Regions from separate parts of the Rattus norvegicus genome. Here region 2 is linked to region 1. A link is a contact called in public Hi-C data. All regions are on one chromosome and are shown on one strand. The core of a region is the stretch at or near the end of the contact, and the rest is flanking DNA. Distances in the headings are between cores, read along the strand shown.

Region 1 (5,452 bases), core at 1,201-3,700:
TACAGATGGGTGCACTGCTACACCTAGTGTTTTGTATTCGTACTTAGGGCATGAATTCAGGCCTTTATTTCTGTATGCCAGGCATTTCACCAAGAATCTATTCTCCCACTGTTCTCCTTTCTGTCTTTTGTTGTCATTTTAAATTTTAGTAACATAGATATATAGAGTACCAAGTCTACCCAGTCATGGTTGGTAATTTTTTAGAAATATTTTCAAGAGAAATCTAGCATTGGAGCTGAAGAGATGGCTCAGCAGTTGCGAGCACTGAATGCTTTTACAGAGGACCCAGCACCTACAGAATCTGACACCTCACAGACCAAACACCAGTGCACATAAAATAAATAACATTGTTCTTAAAAATCCAGCATCAAACTACTATAACCTTTCTATACATATAGAATTCCCATCTTTCTCATTCTGGGAAATTCATTCTGAGAAGTTGAAAAACATACCAAAAAGCAGAGATACAAATGATAACATCACTATGTACAACAATTGAAACAGTACTATCAAATATTTATTTTCGGTCTTTAAGAAAAATTTATGCTTATACAAAAAGCTGAAGCCCCATTTCCCACCCTCCCTTCCGTTTTACACTCATACAGACCAGCTCACAGGAGGGTGAAGTGGGTCACTCCTGTGTATCTTCTAAACATCTGCATAACGTATGTGTATCCATCACCACACAAAGTCCTAAGCTTCATGAAAGAAAATGTATGCACTTGAAAGTCATTGTAATCCTTCATTCTGAGCCCTCCCCAATACACACATGCACACTCACGCACACGCACACACACTCTCACGCACACACTCTCACACACACACACACACACACACACACACACTGTTTCTGGGCATCTTTGCTTTTAGTGGATCTCTTGGATTGTGCTTTATGGAGACACAGGCAGTACTTCACCTTAAGAATTTCCCATTATGTTCTCGGCAGGCATTTCGGTACTTCCCAGTATTTATTTGGCTACCCTGGATCAGCCCTAGGTGAATTTCCTTGTTTCTGTATGCTGATACATACTCACAAGCTAATTTAATGTTCAAGGGATGTTTCCTGTTCTCAAAGTCAGAGCTGTTTGATGGCTGTTTAGCTTTTATATGAAGTCCACTTCAGTCTTCATATATTTTACTTTTACTTTTCTGCATAGCTCATGGGATGTTTTTCTTCCTGCTAGAACAGTTTACTCCCAAACCGCCTTGGTAGTCCCTCTCTCCTGTGACATCGCTGTCATATTCTAAATTCTAGTAAACACACAGTAAATCCATTCAGTTCTCCTGAATTAGTATCGGACCCATCATGTTTCCCCTTGGTCTATGCTTTAAGATAGGTTCCACTGGTCCCTCAAGTCCTGATGTCACTCTGCATTTGTCATTTTCTCCAGCTGTTCAGACTTGCATTTCACTTCTTCACTCCATGTCTTCACTCTTCCTGCTTCAGTACAGTGTGCTAACCTTCAGTCTATTATGAAGATACAGGTAGCTGGAGGTGTGGTGCTAGGCAGTGTGCCTAGCATACATGAGTCTTGGGTCAGTTCTCTACGTTATTCTACTTGGAGTAATTTACTTTAATAGACTTCTTGCCTTGGTGCCAAATGGACCCAGAGGCTGTAATCAAAAGCTGGGCAAAGACCAAAATGTTCCCCTTCCCCCTTCTAAAGGGATACAGCTTAGGCCCCATGAGCTCACTGTCTAGCAAGGGTAACCTTGAACTTTCAATCTTTTTTCCACTTCATAAGTATTGCATTTGTAGGTGTGCAACACCTGGTTTATACAGATATTGTTAAAAGTTCAACCCCCCTCCCCCATTTAATACTAAGAATCCAAATTAAGGTCTTGTACACGCTTAACAAGTTTTAGTTGTCAGTTTTACTTCTTAAATTTGTGTGTGTGGTACGTGTTTGTATATGTTTGTGTACATGTGTATAAGAGCATATAGAGGCCAGAAGTAAACGTTGGCATTTTACTATATGACTTTCACTTTGTTTTTTGTAATAGGGCCTCTCACTGAACATGGAGTTCAGCAATTGCCTAGCCTGGCTGTTGAGCTGTTTCTAGGGATCTGAATTCAGCAAGCATTTTACCAGCTGAGCCAGCCCTTTCACTGTTGAATTTTACTTCTTGTAAAGATTTATCTTTATTTTAAATTATGTATATATGTGTATATGAGAGGTCTGTGTGCATGAGTAGTACAGGTTCCTAGAGGTGTCTGCCAGGTACCCTGGAACTGGAATTACAGATGGTAGCCAGCTGTGCTGCACGGTGCTGAGGGCCTGATGCTCTCTCTCTCTCTCTGGAAGAGTGTGCTACCAACTCCTGAGCCAATTCTTCAGCATTATTTTGCTTTATTTTTGATTTTTTTTTTTTTCCAGTCAGGATTTCTCTGTGTGTCCTTGGCTATCCTGGAACTTGCTCTGTAGATCAGAGTTCTGCCTGCCTCTCTGTCTGGCTACAAATATTTAATCTTTGAGGTAGGAAATTGGCTCAGTATTCACTTCATCAGATGGTAGCAGATAGTGCTCTCTCTCTCTCTCTCTCTCTCTCTCTCTCTCTCTCTAAACACCCTCGTGTTCCCCCCCATCCACCCACCCCTTCCTGCCTCCCCACCCTGACATTTCCTACACTGGGGGTGTCCAGCCTTGGCAAGATCAAGGGCTTCTCCCATTGGTGTCCAACAAGGCCATCCACTGCTGCATAGAGCTTTCTCCTTTTTTTATTGTATGTTTTGGGTTTTTGAGACAGGGTCTTAAGCATAAATTTAGTTCAACCTGGTTTGGAATTGATGGCCTCCAGCCTCATTGTCCTGAGTACTGCTTGTCTCAGCTTTTTTTTTTTTTTTTTTTTTTTTTTTTTTTTTTTTTTGATTATTGTAACCGTCTAGTGGATTTGTTTTTATGTGTCATCATATGTGCTGGAATTGACCCCAAGTCTGGCACATGTTAAGCATATGCTGTCCAGCTAAACTCTACTCCTAGTGCTGGCTTCATGACTTTTTGTGGATGGAGCATTCATGAATGTAACGGTTGTTTTTGGTGTTCCTGTTACTATTAGCTTTATTATTCTTTCCTTAGTTGATATGGGTTTGGGTGGCTTTCAGTGTTTAGATCTTAGACACTCTGTTGCTGTGAGCACTCATCTGAAAGCTGCTTTTGGGGAGGTCATGTTTTCTTTTCCTTAAGTATGCGCTCAGGGTTGACATACTGGTCACTTGGTAGCTACTTTCGAGGAATTGAGTGATTTTTTTTCCCCCCCTATACAAGTACTCCACACTCCCATCAGTATGATACTTCTCCTTAACTGTCCGAGAGAGTACAGATTGTTATTTCATTGTGGTTTTCATTTATATCTAGCAGGTAACAAATATTTTGTTTTATTTGGTTATTATAGTTATTAGTCATTTATATATCTGGTAAAATATGTACTGGATTCCATTGCTCTTTAAAAACTGATATTTATTTGAGGAGGAAGTAGAGACAAGAGAATACCTGAAGCATGCAGGACAGCTAGTCTTACCAGATCAGTGAATTTCAGATACAAAGAGAGACCTTGGGGGCTGGAGAGATGGCTCAGCGGTTAAGAGCACCCGACTGCTCTTCCAGAGGTCATGAGTTCAATTCCCAGCAACCACATGGTGGCTCACAAACATCTGTAAAGAGATCTGATGCCCTCTTCTGGTGTATCTGAAGACAGCTACAGTGTACTTATATATAATAAATGATTAAATCTTTAAAAAAAGAGAGAGAGAGACCTTGTCTCAAAAAATAAGGTGGAGAGAGAGAGAAAGACACTCAACATTGACCTCTGGCAAGTGTGGGCACATACACATACTAATATTTATATATCTTATCTATATATACATATATATACATATACACACATAGAAACATGTTATATATACATATATATCACACAAACACAAAATGTGTTTATATGTCAAGTCAGCAAGTAGAAAGAAGTATTACAGAGCAACCCAGAATTATTTAACATTTATTTATTTAATTTATTTATTTAATATTTAATTTCTCTGCTCATGGGTATTTGTAACTTAAGAGACTTTTATGAGTATTTCCAACCTTTTTTTAAGCTTCATTTACTTTATTTTTTTTTTTGTTCTCCTTCTTAAATCTTGCTTGTTTATTCACTTGTTCTGAGTCAGTATGTCTGTGAGTTTATGTGCACTATATGCATGCAAGTACCTGAGGAGAGGAGGATGCCAGCTTCCCTAGATCTGGACTTAGAGATAGTTGTGAGCTACTTGGTGTGGCTGCTGAGAACTGAACCCAGGTGTAAGCAGTGAGTGCTTTAAATGGCATAGCCATTTCTAACTGCGTTTCCCAGTCCTGTCTGCTTGGACTATGTGTCTCCTGCACTGTATACATCACTCACCTTTCCTGACAAAGGCACACTGAAACCTACATGCAAAACTAATTATAGGAGTTATTACCCAGTCTATAATTTGCGTATAAAATAATTTATGATCATTTGATTATTTAAAGCTTACCTTCAGAAACATGAAGATACCATATCCAGCTTTTGGATCTCATATTTAACTTGCTTTGTTTTCCTCTTGGCCATGACTCCTAACTTGCATAAAAGGGTTTGTTTTATAAAGAGGTATATGTTTCTATTCATACACACTTTTGGAGAAAGATGCAAAACTTTCCTGTGATTGGTGATGTACTTTTATTATAGGCTCAACAAAACAGCCCTTCGTCCACGGGGTCTGGCAATACAGAACATTCTTGCAGCTCCCAGAAACAGATCTCCATCCAGCACAGGCAGACCCAGGTAGGTGGGGGCCCTGCAGAGCTTCACTCAGGAGTAGGCCTGACCTAACCATGTAGAAAGTCTGACTCTCCCCTTTGACTATACCCATTGTTAGTCTCTTCAGAACTTGCATTGTGAGGAATTCTGGTCCTTTGGAAAGAATTTTAACAGGCTTTTCTTCACCTTTGTGGTATGTAGTAGGCATGATTTTGCTTTGTCATGGTATGGAGACAAGAGCACGAAGTTTGAAGGCCTCTGGGCCTAGGTGCAAATTCTGGCTCTGTTGTTTACATTTAATATAATGCAAAATTAGGTGAGTGATTCCAGTCACCTTAGGCAGTGACAGGAGGCTTTCAATAAATGTTAATTTTAAAGAAATAGTTTATTTCCTCCTGTATTTTGAGAATGTTATACCAACAAAATTTCTTCTTAAACAGTCTTCAGAAATGTTCTAATGTAGAGACTATTCTAAACATTAGCATAGTGTTTCTTTCATATGCCTGTAAATCCCAGCAATGGGGAGACTAAGGCAAGAGGATCTTGATTTCAGGGCCAGCTCAGGCTGTCCCCAGAAAAGTAAGGAAAGGAAAAAGAAAAAAAGGAAATTATATTTGAAAAGGATAGTAGATCTTGGCTCCGATTGTATTTTTCTAAGTTAGTTTATTGGGTATTCTTGTCT
Region 2 (5,593 bases), core at 2,851-5,350, 120 kb before region 1:
CACCACTGTGCCAGGCTACAATGTAAAATTATGAAATGCCGAGGAAAGGCAGTGAAGACAGTGAGGGCTCCCAAAGCTGCTAAAACTGCCTTGAAGTAATTATGTTACCTTGAGTATTCAAAAGTCTAGCTGGTGACCTGGCTCAGTGGGAGGCACTGAGCATGTGCAGAGCCTCAGAGGCAATGCTTAGGGCAAAAGCCTAAATCTTTTCTAGGGACATTAGCACATGCCTATATGCCTAACTGCTTAAGAGCTGAGACAGGAGGATCAACTGAGCCCAGTAGCTAGCTTGCTTGCTTGCTTGCTTGCTTGCCTGCCTGCCTGCCTGCCTGCCTGCCTTCGTTCTTTCTTTCCTTCTTTCTTTTTCTCTCTTTTCTTTCTTCCTTCCTTCCCGCCTTCCTTTATCTTCTTTTCCCCCATTTATTGAAAATAGAATATTTTTCCTTCACTATATCCTGCTTACAGTTTCCCTTCCTGTTGGGAGCGATGCCCTTGAAGCCCTCCATTGTTAATGTTATTATTATGGTTAGCCTTAAGTATGACTGGGTTCATGGAAAATCCCCAGCCAGCTGCAGAAGACTAATACAAATCTGGTGGTCAAGATAAATAATAATATGATAAAGTTCTCCTGCTGACTAATAATATAACAAACCTGTGACCTTTCTAACATCCTGTCAACATCAGCCGATTCCCTGACCACATGAATACTGTGTCCTTGTCCTGCATAAATGTTTCTTACTTCCCCCCTCCCTCTGTTACCCATGTTATGGTATAAATTCAGTCTTGGGGAAAAATAAAATTGTCACCTTGATCAGACTCTTGTCTTGGCGTCCTTCTTCATGTCTCTTGTCCCCCATTCTCTTCCAGGTACCCCCAGACCCCCTCACTTACACCCTCCCTCCACTCCTCTCGGTTCCTCCCACCTCCCCTCCTATCCAGATCCACTTGTCGCTCACTAGAAAAGACTTCTAACCGATAACAACAAAATAAAATATAAAACAAAAACTATCACTGAACAAGACAAAACACGAAAAGGAAAAGAGCCCCGAGAGAAGGCTCAGGAAGAATTAGATCCACCCATTCACACACGCAGATGTCCCATAAAAAGACTGAACTGGAAGCCGTCGTATACACAGAAGACCAAGCGCAGACCCTGTGCTTGCTGCTTCGGTCTCTGTGAGTTCATGTGAGCTTTGCTCAGTGGATTTAGAGGGCCTTGTTCTCCTTGTGCTCTCCACCCACTCTGGCTACTCCTCCTCCCCGGGGGTTCCCTGAGCTCTGAGTGGAGGGATTTGATGGAGACATCCCATTGATAGCTGTGTGTTTCAAGGTCTGTCTCTGTGTGTAATGTCTGAGCCTGGTAATTTTAACATTGTCCTGGACGGCACAGTAAGACCTCAATCTCAAAATATAAGTGCAGGGGCCCACAGGATGGCCCAGTGGGTAAAGGCCCCTTCCATTAAGCCTGAAGACCTGCGTTCAATCCCCAAAGTCTACATGATAGGAAAAAAACAACTCCCGCAAGTGGTCTTCTCACCTTTTGTATATCCAGTAACTAAATAAATAGGTACATAAATATAATTTTAAAATTAAAAATAAATATTATTTTATAATTATACTTTTGGGGAAGACATTGATAAAGTAACCATATTTTCTTTTTTTTTTTTTTCTTTTTCTTTTTTTCGGAGCTGGGGACCGAACCCAGGGCCTTGTGCTTCCTAGGCAAGCGCTCTACCACTGAGCTAAATCCCCAACCCCCATATTTTCTAACCCAAGGGTAAGATTATTAGTTTTAAGCATATTTTCTAACCCAAGGGTAAGATTATTAGTTTTAAGAAAATATTTTTAGGGGTTGGGGATTTAGCTCAGTGGTAGAGCGCTTGCCTAGCAAGCGCAAGGCCCTGGGTTCGGTCCCCAGCTCTGAAAAAAAAGAAAAGGGAAAAAAAAAAGAAAATATTTTTATATAGCTATGTGTGTTACAAACAGCATGACCGGAAATATAGAATTAGGAGCTAGGCACAGTGGTACGTGCCTATAATCTCAGCAGTTTGGAAGCAAAGACCAAAAGATAAGACCAAAGGAGTTCAAGATAGTGCTGCAGTGTGACAAATTCAGGGCCAGTCTAACTTATAGGAGGTCCTGTCTGAAAAGAAAGCATAATGTAAAATATTAGAATTACTGCAGTTTCTCTGAATCAGTGAGATACAGGACAAGATATTTTTAAGGAGTTCTGATAGAAAAAAATTTAACCTACTGAGCACACCCATCTCCCTGTTACACTGTTGCAGGCTACGGATGGTGGTATCAACTGACACCTCTGCTGGGACACATACAGGGACAGGCATCCATCCATTCACTCGCCAGTTTGCTAAATTGCGTTCTGTGTGCCAGGCCCTGTTCTAGGATCTAGATCTGTAGCAGATAGAATTCCTGACTTGCTCAGGTCTTAGTAACAGATCTAATTATAACCAGTGGCTCAGCAGTGCCTGCTGGGGACTTTTGTCAGGGCAGATGAGAGCAAACATCTATTCAGCCTAGATAGGGAAATGACCAAAGACACTCTCCCACCCAAGACCAGCCTGATGAATCAGTGAGCTACTTACAGGAGTGTGAGGGAGGGATTACAGAAGCACAGACACACAGCACGGGTGACCCTTAGCAGTTGCAGCACTGAAAAGGCCACGCCAGCATGGGTAACTCACAAAGGCTACACCCAAGAGCTCCCTGCCCAGCTTTCAGAAATGACTCCTCTCTCCCAGGAGTTGTTTGGGGCTTACATTACCCAGGGAAAGTGGCTTGGGAGTTTTCTGTTTCCTAAGCTCCCCAGTGTCTTAGAAGCTTCCCTTCTCCCTCTTGGAGGAAATGTGTCAATTTTGTCACAAATAGACAAAATAGGTTACAAAAATGAATGTTTAATAGATAGGGTCTCTGTTGCCCGGGCTAGCCTTTGGTTCCAGGCTCAAGCAACCCTACAACTTCCACCTCCTGAGCAGACGTACTGAAAGTGTGCACCACCCACCATGGCCAGACTGAGTTTGTAATAGCCAGAAACTTAAAACAGCCTAATGTCAATAAATCATGCTACAGCTATTCAAAATAAGACCAGAATGTCATTACAATGATGTTCCAAACACTGAAACAAATTCCCCGAGCTGTTACTAAGTTAAACTATTATAAAGTTTAAAAGTGTGCTTATAATGTGGCTACTGGCACAGATGTGACAGCATGGCTGTGACCCCAGCACTAGGGAGATGAAGGTGGGACAGATACAGGGGTTTTTGTTGGCCCACCCCAACATCTACCCCCTTTATGAATTGCTGGAGCATGTGAAGGGGCCGGTCCTGCAGGACCTCCGTGGCACAGGGCAACAACAGGATATCTGAGTGGAGTCCTGGCGAGGATACAGCAGAAGCCAGAGGTGCCAAACAGAACAATGGCATTTGCAAGTAAAGCTGCTTGAGCAAAAGAGTGGACTGTGTGACACACCACCGATTCCACAGAGAGATGGGTTTTTGGTTTGTTTTCTTTTGGGGAGGTAGATTGCAAAGGCAGAAGATGAATATGGAAGGAAGGCGAGATCAGTGGGATTGCATGCTATGGAATTCACAAAGAATCAAAAGTTTTTGGTTTTGGTTTTTGGGTGTTTTTTTTTTTTAAGAAAAGTAAAAGAAAAAACAACAACAACAACAAAAAGAGGTTGTTAAATCCGTTTATAGCTGCTAAAAAGACTGGCCATGCTCTGTAAAAGTTAAAAAGAGTGGCTGGGGATTTAGCTCAGTGGTAGAGCGCTTACCTAGGAAGCGCAAGGCCCTGGGTTCGGTCCCCAGCTCCGAAAAAAAAAAAGAACCAAAAAAAAAAAAAAAAAAAGTTAAAAAGAAGCGTTTAAGATGTCAGGAGCTCTTGTTCCACAGCAAATGCCTAAATGGCCCAGAATTGGCATTGCCTGCAACGAGGGGTTGGGAGGGTGATGGGGTTAGAGGTGGGTGGGTCATGAAATGATTAACTACTCTGTCCTTGGCTAACAACCAAAGCAATCTCCGAACAGCCTTTAGCCTTTCCAAGCATTGATTGTATCTTTATCCTCCACCAGGGAGCGCCTCAAAGCCTCTGAAATAATTCTCAATGTATTCTGACCACAGGCAGAAACCTTGCAGCCCTGTCTTCCAAACTCCTTTCAAAAAACTTTGAACTTCCTTCAAATACTGGAAAAAAAAAAAATAGTTGCACAGGCCAACAAAATACATTGTGTAAACTCATTTAGAGGAATAGAGAGACTGCTCAGAGGTTAGGAGCCGCTCTCAAAAGAGGACCTGAATTCAATTCCCAGCACCTACATCAAGAAGCTCACAACTACCTGTAACGCAGCTGTTAGCAGGTTGTCTAAGCTCCGCCCCACAGTTACCTGGCAACAGCCAGGCGTGCCTGACTCACTATAAGCGGGCTGCTTGCCCCCTCCTCTCTCTTGCTCTCTTGTTCTTGTTCTTGCCTTTTCTTCCCCCCTCTCTGTCCACACGCAAATGCTCAGCCTCCTCTCCCTCTCCCTCTCCCTCTCCCTGTCCCTCTCCCTCTCCCTGTCCCTCTCCCTCTCCCTGTCCCTCTCCCCCTCCCCCTCTCCCTCTCCCTCTCCCTGTCCCTCTCCCTCTCCCTGTCCCTCTCCCCCTCCCCCTCCCCCTCCCCCTCCCTCTCCCCCTCCCCCTCCCCCTCCCCCTGCCTTTCTCTGCCTCTGTTATCCTCTTAACTCCCTTCCCCATGCCCTGAATAAACTCTAATTATTTACTGTCATGTGGCTGGTGACTGAGAGAAAGGGATGCCTCAGCATGGGCCCACAGAAGCACCCCCTTCCTCACACCACACCACACCTCCATAGAATATCTTTTTTTTTCTTTTTCTTTTTTTTTTTTTTTTTTTTTTTTTTTGGTCCTTGATTGTCTGGATGTGGTGCGCCGAGATTTTTTTTTTTTTAATTTAACATTATTTTTGACCTAGTTATTCATTTTTCATATTACCTTCAATATCTAAGATTCTCTCTTTCATCTTTTGTCATGTGTTAATGAGACTTGCCTCTGAAGTTCATCTCCAAATTTCTCCCTTTTTTTATTGGATATTTTATTTATTTACAAATGTTATCCCCTTTCCTGGTTTGCGCTCTGGCAACCCCTATCCCATCCCCCCTTCCCTGGCTTCTATGAGGGTGCTCCCTCATCCACCCACCCACTCCCTCCCTCTTCCATTCCCTGACATTCCCTACACTGGGGCATTGAGCCTTCGCAGGACCAAGGGCCTCTCCTCTCTGTTGATGCCCAACAAGGCCATCCTCTGCTACATATGCGGCTGGAGCCATGGGTCCCTCCATGTGTACTCTGGTTGGTGGCTTAGTACCTGGGAGCTCTGGGGTGGTGGGATCTGGTTGGTTGATATTGTTCTTCCTATGGGGTTGCAAACCCCTTCAGCTCCTTCAGTCCTTTCTTTAACTCCTCCATTGAGGACCCAGTTCTCAGTCCAATGGTTGGCTACGAACATCTGCCTCTGTATTTGTCAGTCTCTGACAGAACCTCTCAAGTGACAGCTATATCAGGCTCCTGTCAGCCACTTC

The links. A called contact is a pair of places that touch in the nucleus more often than the background predicts.
Region 2: a Hi-C map of liver shows a contact between it and region 1, with 4 times the contacts expected there. The contact joins two enhancer-like sites. A contact is called at or near these places in 3 of 12 Hi-C or Micro-C datasets (Schwann cells, liver and mammary epithelial cells).

What each region holds. Positions count from the first base shown.
Region 1 is chr10:90,700,686-90,706,137 of GRCr8, forward strand. It overlaps Tlk2 (tousled-like kinase 2), which reads left to right. Exons shown (of 22, transcript NM_001191652.2): 8 at 4,699-4,794. Among named protein-coding and RNA genes, the nearest start is that of Tlk2, 47 kb to the left of the region's middle. Within about 2 kb of position 2,451, at least 1 of the 93 cell types and tissues checked has an H3K27ac peak or open chromatin away from gene starts, as enhancers often do. A contact at or near this core is called in liver, where this site is marked.
Region 2 is chr10:90,578,926-90,584,518 of GRCr8, forward strand. No RefSeq gene overlaps it. Among named protein-coding and RNA genes, the nearest start is that of Mettl2, 14 kb to the right of the region's middle. Within about 2 kb of position 4,101, at least 3 of the 93 cell types and tissues checked have an H3K27ac peak or open chromatin away from gene starts, as enhancers often do. A contact at or near this core is called in liver, where this site is marked.